Regions from separate parts of the Macaca mulatta genome. Here region 1 is linked to region 2. Evidence: chromatin contacts called from public Hi-C data. All regions are on one chromosome and are shown on one strand. Each heading gives the region's core, a stretch centred on a gene start, on an enhancer-like site or on the middle of the called end of the contact. The rest is flanking DNA. Distances are from core to core; before and after follow the strand shown. Region 1 holds the start of HSP90AA1 (heat shock protein 90 alpha family class A member 1). Region 2 holds the start of DYNC1H1 (dynein cytoplasmic 1 heavy chain 1).

Evidence for each region. Hi-C and Micro-C count contacts between places; a contact is called where the count stands out from the background.
Region 1: a Hi-C map of blood shows a contact between it and region 2, with 5 times the contacts expected there. The contact joins the promoter of HSP90AA1 here to the promoter of DYNC1H1 in region 2. A contact is called at or near these places in 3 of 14 Hi-C or Micro-C datasets (CD4 T cells, blood and liver).

Annotation. Positions count from the first base shown.
Region 1 is chr7:175,438,852-175,443,268 of T2T-MMU8v2.0, reverse strand. HSP90AA1 (heat shock protein 90 alpha family class A member 1) reads left to right here and starts at 2,761. Exons shown (of 11, transcript NM_001195667.1): 1 at 2,761-2,819; 2 at 3,418-3,579; 3 at 3,669-4,035; 4 at 4,356-4,417. The coding sequence starts at 3,418.
Region 2 is chr7:175,312,420-175,317,159 of T2T-MMU8v2.0, reverse strand. DYNC1H1 (dynein cytoplasmic 1 heavy chain 1) reads right to left here and starts at 1,400. Exons shown (of 78, transcript XM_015144508.3): 1 at 1,026-1,400. The coding sequence starts at 1,281. All of the region lies in intron 2 of LOC144330421 (a long non-coding RNA gene), which reads left to right. It overlaps LOC144330422 (a long non-coding RNA gene), which reads left to right. Exons shown (of 2, transcript XR_013396582.1): 2 at 1-1,400. It overlaps LOC144330412 (a long non-coding RNA gene), which reads right to left and starts at 945. Exons shown (of 2, transcript XR_013396572.1): 1 at 1-945.

The sequences.
Region 1 (4,417 bases), core at 1,512-4,011, 120 kb before region 2:
AGGGAGAGGGACATGAGTCTGAGAAGAGAGAAGGAACAGCCAGGGGCTGGCATATTGATGGTAGAAACCATGGCAGAGGTCTCAACTGGTGTGTAACTGTGGAATGTCACCCGGAGACAGGACAAAAATGTCCTGTTTATTTTTTATTTATTTATTTATTTATTTTTTGAGACGAGTCTCGCTCTGTCGCCCAGGCTGGAGTGCAGTGGCCGGATCTCAGCTCACTGCAAGCTCCGCCTCCCGGGTTCACGCCATTCTCCTGCCTCAGCCTCCCGAGTAGCTGGGACTACAGGCGTCCGCCACATCGCCCGGCTAGTTTTTTGTATTTTTTTTTTTTGAGACGGAGTCTCGCTCTGTCGCCCAGGCTAGAATGCAGTGGCGCGATCTCGGCTCACTGCAAGCTCCGCCTCCCGGGTTCACGCCATTCTCCTGCCTCAGCCTCCCGAGTAGCTGGGACTACAGGTGCCCACAACCGCGCCCGGCTAATTTTTTGTATTTTTAGTAGAGACGGGGTTTCACCGTGGTCTCGATCTCCTGACCTTGTGATCCGCCCGCCTCGGCCTCCCAAAGTGCTGGGATTACAGGCGTGAGCCACCGCGCCCGCCGTATTTTTTTTTTTTTAGTAGAGACGGGGTTTCACCGTGTTAGCCAGGATGGTCTCGATCTCCTGACCTCGTGATCCACCCGTCTCGGCCTCCCAAAGTGCTGGGATTACAGGCTTGAGCCACCGCGCCCGGCCAATGTCCTGTTTATTAACGGAGGCGGGAGAGCTGGAAAGACAGGAAGTTGTGGAAGGAAGGAGGGACATTAAAGGTGGGGCCTGACGGGAAACAGTGGTTCCCAGTGATGCCCAGACCCAGGGAGGGGCTTTGGGGCAGGTTCACTGGAGAAACGGGGAAAAATGAAGGTCCCAAAAACAAAAGACAGACTGTCAGAGCTAGGGCCCGGGATGGCTCTTCTATAAGAAATCTCAAACCCCATTGGCAATGGCAGAAACTGCGGTAGGAAAAGTTCCAAGTGAGGAGAGTGGGGACAGTGGCTGGTGGTGACAGGAAGGAAACAGGCGGAGGAGGCACTCGCCAGGGAAGACCTTGCGCCCCTTCAGCGACCTGCTCACCGCCACGCCTGCTTCCGGATTCCTCCCCGCCGGTCCCGGCTGCAGTGTAGGGAAGGCCTGGGCCGGGGGCGCCCCCCAAGGCTGCGGAACAGCTATCACGGGAGCCGGCACACACCCAGTAACCACCGCTGGGGCCCGCGCCACGTGGCTGCTAGTTTCCATCCACCCCGCTTTGTAATGCTGGGCAAGACGCTTTATGTTGATTTCACACACTCTTAAAGGGTCCCAGGCCGCAGTCTGAAAACCCCTGCTCCTGAGTAAGTTGGTTTCCCTAGAGACCAGGAAGCGGAGGTAGTTCCGTCGTTTGTTTACACGGTAAGGAGCTTCCAGATTATTCCGAGGACCTGGCTATGAGTTTAGGCAGGAGGAGGCCCAATCATGGGAGGCGCCAGAGAGGAAGAGGACATGGACGAGGCATGGGAGCCAAGTCTAAGGAACCCCAACACCTCTAAGGTTCTCATAGCTGGCCTTGACCAAAATATCTGAAAATTCTCATGTAGAAACTGGTTCTTCCAGCCTGAGCAACATGGTGAAACCCCAACTATACAAATAAATACAAAAACTAGCCGGGTGTGGTGTCCGCGCTTGTGGTCCTCCGCCCGCGCTCGTCCCAGTTACTCGGAAAGCTGAAGTAGGAGGATCACCTGAGCCCGGGAGGTCGAAGCTGCGGTGAGCCAAGATTGTGCCACAGCACCCCAGCCTGGGCGACAGAGGGACAGCCTGTCCAAAAACAAAAAAACACCAAACCTGTCTTTTAGGGAAGGTTAATCACCAAAATGTCAAGTGTTAGATACTTAATTTGGAGACCTCAAATCGATCGGCAAAACGATGGGCTTTTAAAAAGCATGCCGGGTGTAGCTGGGTAAGCATGAATTTATTCACCAAGGGCCCGATTCCCAAGCTAAGGGACCCTGAAGTGTGAAGGACATGGCTTCCGGGGAACCCAAAGGTAGGGAGCGCTCCTGAGCCAGCAGTGGGTCTGGAGACTCCCCGAGCGCGCAGGCCGCGGGACGGCGTCCCCTGCGCGCAGCAGCTAGAAGCCAACAGCCCAAAGGCCCCCAGGGAGCAGAGCCCCGCGATCCCGGCGCCGCCTGCGGCTGGATTTTTTGGCAGCGGGCGCGCCGTCCGTGAGGATGACGGCTCCGGTAGTCTCCCGGGCGTGCGAGACCCGGGGCGCTCCCCGTCCACGCACGGCCCTCCCTCCAGGCGCGCCTCCCGCCCCAGCCCCGCATTCTGCGCAGCCCGGGTGACCAAACTACACCTCACTTCAAAGGCCCCCACGCCCGGGCGTGCCCTCCGCCCGCGCTCGGCAGGTGGGAGTGCAGGGAGGAGGGCGCGGGCGGCCCCAGAAGGCGCCCGGACCTTCCCGAGAATTCCAGGCCGCGCAGGCGCATTGAGGTCGGCGCGGGGGCGTGCGAGAGGCGCGGGGCGGTGATTGAGGGAAGGTTTCCCGGGCTGGGCCATGAGCAGGGCCTGCGCGCGCCAGCGGGAGGGGCGGGCCACGGCGAGGGCGCAGGCGCAGGCGCGCGGCCGCGGCGGCGGTTGGGGAGGGTTCTTCCGGAAGGTTCGGGAGGCTTCTGGAAAAAGCGCCGCGCGCTGGGCGGGCCCGTCGCTATATAAGGCAGGCGCGGGGGCGGCGCGTCAGTTGCTTCAGCGTCTTGGTGCTGCTGTGCCGTGGAACGTTTGCAGCCTTTTAGCCAAGGTGTGAGGGGCGGTTGTGGGGGCCTGTGGAGGTGGATTGGGGAGTGGGGGCGGTTGGCGCGGAGCGGAGGCTGTGGGGGCCGAACGGGAGCCCTGAACCCGCCAGGGCCGCTCTCCCGGGAGGCCGCGCTGCCTATTCCGGAGGCCGTGGGCCCGCTGCTGTCTCCGCAGCCCGCCTCAGGAATGGGCTGGGCGGCTGCTCCCCGAGTCTCCGCGGCAGCCCCGGAGCTGGCGCCGCACGCGAGCAGAGCGGCCCTTTGGCTGGGGGCCCCCCGGGCGGCCCAGCTGGGGCGCAGGCGGAGGAGGCCGCCCTGGCGGAGCCGCGGCCCGCGCGGGAGGGCACACGGGGTGTCGGTTGGGGACCGCGGCGCGGGACTGGGCCGGGCCTGCAGTGGCCTCCCGGAAGCGCGCACACGCTCGTGGTAGTTACCGCGCTCCGAAATGAGGTCATCCTTTGTCAGCCGCCCTTCTATTTTCGGTTTACTTAAACTTCGCAAATCTGCAATCCGGCTTTAAAAATATTGGGAGGACGCGATGGAATCTCGTGTTGCCCCTGTAGACGCCCTGCAGGGTTTTAAACCGGCGCGGTGTCGTTCCAGATGCCTGAGGAAACGCAGACCCAGGACCAACCGATGGAGGAGGAGGAGGTTGAGACGTTCGCCTTTCAGGCAGAAATTGCCCAGTTGATGTCATTGATTATCAATACTTTTTATTCGAACAAAGAGATCTTTCTAAGAGAGCTAATTTCAAATTCATCAGATGTAAGTCGTTTATTAACCCAGAATAGGATTTTGGTTTCAATATGAACTTCTTGGGGGCTGTATGCTTAATTAATATTTTGTGTTAATAGGCATTGGACAAAATCCGCTATGAGAGCTTGACGGATCCCAGTAAATTAGACTCTGGGAAAGAGCTGCATATTAACCTGATACCAAATAAACAAGATCGAACCCTCACTATTGTGGATACTGGAATTGGGATGACCAAGGCTGACTTGATCAATAACCTTGGTACTATCGCCAAGTCTGGGACCAAAGCGTTCATGGAAGCTTTGCAGGCTGGTGCAGATATCTCCATGATTGGCCAGTTCGGTGTTGGTTTTTATTCTGCTTATTTGGTTGCTGAGAAAGTAACTGTGATCACCAAACATAACGATGATGAGCAGTACGCCTGGGAGTCCTCAGCAGGGGGATCATTTACAGTGAGGACAGACACAGGTAGGTACCTGAACACTCACTGGTTAAGTCAGTGGCGGAATGGTGGGGTGTTGCAACCCTTGGACCCCTGGGGATGCGGCGAAGTTCACAGAAAGTGTGTTTACCCAAGGATCAGGAACAAGCTAGAGCTCTGAATTAGTGTGTAATGGCATGACTTGGTGATTACTTCTTTTGGGCAAGGCACTTAGATCTGCTGTGGGAGCCTTTGCATCTGTAGTAAGGGCAAACCTCGCTTCATAGACACGTTATAAGGGTTAAGCATGGCGTTGAGCACTAAATTGAATGTATTATTGAGTCAATTTTCCTTATTTCTCTTGCAGGTGAACCTATGGGTCGTGGAACAAAGGTTATCCTACACCTGAAAGAAGACCAAACTGAGTAC
Region 2 (4,740 bases), core at 151-2,650:
TGCAGGCAAGCCCCAGACTTAGATGAATGTAATCTTGCCGGTGGGCGATCATTATTTGAGGAGACAGTTGGAATATGCTAACTCTTGCCTCTTCCCCCTGCTAGAAGCCTAACCTGAACCTTTTTTTAAAATCTGTAAAATTAGACTCAAATATTACAGGGATCATCTGTTACATTAGGATCATCGAATATTACATTAGGATCATCGAAGCATTAAACAAATATGAGGTATGATCAGTGAAAACAAGCAATGGACAGGGAACTGAGATACTGAGCTAGTCTCAGGACTAGGATTAGCTGGTGACCTTGGGTGAAATCACTTAACCTGAGCCTCAGTTTCCTCAGGTGTAAAATCAGGATACACTCGTTCAGCAAGGATGCTGTGAGAGCATCTACCTACAACAGTGATGCTCGCAGGCCCGGGGCTGGCACCGTCGCTCTGTGGGCCTCGGCCTCTTGGTCCCCACAAGGCACGGCTGGGACACCCACCCGACCTCCTCCAGAACCAGAACCCCGGTTGCCCCCGGCTCCGCAGATCTGTCCCCGACACATCCCTCCTGAAGGCCGCTTGGCCTGGACACAAATCGAAACCGAAAAGCTCATGTGACATTGGAGGCAGGGATGCGGCCTCGTCCGCGCTCAGCCCAGGGAGACGCTGTCTCCACCCAACTCGGCCATCTTGAGAGGCCCGAGCAGACAAAGCGACCCCATTGTTTTGGGTGACGGCAGACGGGGACTCCTCTCCCCTCCCCGCGACGAGAAGCGGGGCGCCCTGGGGGCTCCCGGCCTGGCAGTGCGTGTGGCGAGGGCGAGCCCCGGGCGCCGCGTCGGCCTCTGCGGGGCGTCTGCGGCCCTGGGGACCCGGCCGGCGGGACGTCTGCGGCCGCCGGGCTCTGCCCATCCCGGGGTCATCTGCAGCCGCCGGGATCCTCCCATCCCAGGAACATCTGCGGCCCCGGAGGACCTGGCAGGCCCTGCCCTCCGCGAGACTTGGCCCTGGCGACCCCGCCCTCCGCGGCCCCGCACCTTTGAGCGTGGAGCGCTCCACCAGCACCGTGTGGACCTGCGGATCCGAAAGGAACTTGCGCATCTGCTCCAGGGCGCTCTTCTCCTCCAGCGCCGCCTCCAGCGCGGCCGGCGCCTCGCCGCCGTCCTCCAGCAGCAGCGGCACCAGCTTGCGCAGGTGCTTCTGCAGCACCGACACGTCCGCCACATTCTGCACCGCCGACACTTCCAGGCCGGCCGAGCCGTCCTCGCCGCCGCCGCCCCCGGGCTCCGACATGGCGCCGCGCTCGGGACCCTCCAGGAGCGATGAGAAGACGGCCGCGACTCAGCGAGACAGCGAGCAAGGGACAGAAACGGCCGCCGGAAGCAGGACCATCCGCTAGCCCACGGCGGACTGAGGAAAGCCGGAGCCGGCTCCGCCCTAAAGGCACCCACTGCCAGCTGGCCCCGCCTCGCCCCGCCGGCGCAGCCGCCGCAGCCACCCGCGCTCGCTCGCGGCCTTAGCGTCACGGAGTCGCGCATGCGCAGGGGGCGGGCCCGGCGATGCCGCCGCGCAGCTTTCTGGCACTTGTAGTCTCCGCGCTGGGCTGGGCCCGCATCCACCGCACTGCGAGTTCTAGAGATGCGGACTTGGCTCAAAGTCCTGGCTCGGTGCCTGGGCTCGGCAAGGTTGGTCCGGGGCCGTGTCTGTCTTCTTCACTGCTGTGGACTCAGCGAATAGCACACAGCCAGAGAAACTTTATAGTGAATGAGTGATGTTATTGGCGAGAGCTAACGTTTAATGAGCGCTTAGCCTGTGCCCGGTGTTGTTCTAAGCCCTTAACCTCTCATTGAATGTTCTCTCACTGAATGAATGAATGACTACATATCAGGTACCAAAATATAGGCACGACAGATGTGTTATTAGATATAGACGGGGAGATTGAGGATACTTTTCAGAGGGGGAGGAGATGAGGGGCGTGCTCAGAGGGTCCCATTGCCAGGCTGGAAAGGGACAAGTGGGGAGGGGGCCTTCAGGGCAGTGTAAGGTTAAGCCAGTAATGACACCTTCACTGTAGGTAAAACCAAGCTGTGATAGGATCTGGTTCCTAATGACAAAAATCATTGTCCCCAAGGTCGCTATGAGGAACAAGAGGGAGACCTACTGAGAACAGCCAGCAGTGGTGCTCCTCCAGCCACGTAGAACTGGCACTGTCATTCTGTGGGCCTCAGTATCTGAGTCAGTACAAGGCAGGGGCTGGGTTGCCTGCCCACCAAGTTTCCCCCTAGCTCTGGCCCACCACCACCTCCTCCCCTAAACCATGACTACATAAGGGCCAGAATCCAGGCTGCCCAGCTGGGTGCGGTGGCTCACGCCTGTAATCCTAGCATTTTGGGAGGCTGAGCTGGGAGGATTGCTTGAGGTCAGAAGTTCAAGACCAGCCTGGTCAACATAGTGAGACCCCCATGTCTGTGTATATTTAAAAATTAAAAATTTTGTAAAATAATAAAAAAATAGAATCCAGGCTGCCCATATTTGTAGTTTAGAGATGGCAGGTTCTTCTAAGGGGTAGTAATTGGCCTTTGAAAGTTCACATACATAACTTCTTTCTTAAGTTGGGTGGAGAGAGGGAAGCAATGGCGTTTTTTTTTTTTTTTTTTTTTTTAAACAATAAAGTGCACTGTCAGAGTGCTCAGTCCTGATTGGTGGAATGATGATGGTATGATCTGATTCTCCCAAATCATCTTTGAAAAACTGTGAAACATACAATAAGCTTATTCCTTGCCTAATTACCGGTTGCTGGGTCCCAGGGGGTTGCTGGAACACGGAGACTAATCAGATGATTCTTGTCTTTAAGGAGCATGTGAAAGAGGGGACAGATTAATACCCCATCTTCCTGCTCTCCATCAGTTCACCCTGGTGTGATGTGCCCAAGCAGTTCTGAATAATCTTCCTGGAAAAAATAAATAGGCGACTGCAATGAATTTGTGCATGATCCTAATGGTAATGAATAATAACAACACACCACTGACAGCGAACGCTGAGTGCTCGCTGTGTGCTAGGCACTATGCAGAGGGTTTCCCCTCACATGTACTTTAGGGGTAGAAAGAGGGGCAAAGAGGAAACTCTATTAGGTGCAGGTCAGTGAACTCTGAATAGGCCATCCACCATCTGAGACTCAGAAACCCGCAGGGACCTGGCTGATGGGCAGGCTGCATGCCGTCTGCACCGTGAATCAGCACCAGGCTGGGAGACGCAGCCACTCGGGGATCCAAAGGACTCAAACATCTGCAACCTGGCCCCAGGCCAAGAGAACAAACTGCAGGCTCCGGATTTGCCGCCCTGTAGAATAGGCTCAAAATGAAACATGTTTGTTATTTCTAACTGGATGGGAACTGAAGGAACCTGAACAATCAGTGTACAAGGATTCATAAATGGACCAAACATGCTTGCTTTTTGTTCTTGAAAGATGTTTGTTGTATTTAATATATAATGAGAAGAGCAGTCAACACTGCCTGGGTGCTGAGCACTTTAAGTGCATTACCTGGGTGGCTGGCTGGGCTGTGCCAGGGCTGAAGGGTGTGGGGAGCTTCTTTCGAGGTGCTCCTTCTGCCTCCTGGCACAGGACTCTGGCTCCAGCACACCCCAAGCTGACCCTGGTGAGGGTAGGGCCCCGCACCCAAACCTGGCCTCTCCCATCTCTTGTTCTGCTGCCTCAGCTTTCTCCTGTCTGTGGTAGAGTCTGCTTGGACAGACTCTGGGCAGGGTAGGGGCAGGGCAAGCTGGAGAGAGAATTCGTTCTAGGTTGATGTGGGATGATAGTGGCTGGTAGGACACTTGTATCCTATCAGAAACCAGTGATGAACTGTCTGCATGGATGAGATCCCATCCATTCCCACCCTTCTCTTAAAAATACCATACACAATGTCTCCTCGAGGCCAAGTCTCAAGTCGGGTGCCCAGTTTCATACCATCCTTCCTCTCCCTCTCCCAACCCTCGGGCAGGACCAACCCCCTCAGAGGAACCACTGCTGCCCCAGCCCTTTTGGGCTCTACGCCCAGGATCTCCCCTCCACTCCCTGGAAATTCCACATTGGGCCAGGTGTGGTGGCGCACACCCTTGGTCCCAGCTACTCAGAACGCTGAGGTAGAGGTCGAGGCTGCAGTGAGCTGTGATCTCACCACTGCACTCCAGCCTGCAGGACAGAGTGAGACCCTGTCTCTAATAATAATAATAATAAATAATTTAAAGAAAAAGAATTTCCGGCGGGGCGCGGTGGCTCAAGCCTGTAATCCCAGCACTTTGGGAGGCCGAGACGGGTGGATCACGAGGTCAGGAGATCGAGACCATCCTGGCGAACACGGTGAAACCCCGTCTCTACTAAAAAAATACAAAAAAATAGCCAGGCGAGGTGGTGGGCGCCTGTAGTCCCAGCTACTCGGGAGGCTGAGGCAGGAGAATGGCGTAAACCCGGGAGGCGGAGCTTGCAGTGAGCTGAGATCCGGCCACTGCACTCCAGCCTGGGCGACAGAGCAAGACTCCGTCTCAAAAAAAAAAAAAAAAAAAAAAAAAAGAGAAAGAATTTCCATCTTGGGCTCATTCGTTCATTCATTCATTCATCCCCACTTGTGACAGCAGGGAGGTCTAAGCTTCTCGGGATTCTCAGCACCAGCAGGGCCTGGACCAAAGTGTGTACTTGGTTGGTGGGTGTGAAACTAATGCCTTACCCTGAGGAAGGGGCACTAGCGGTGGCCG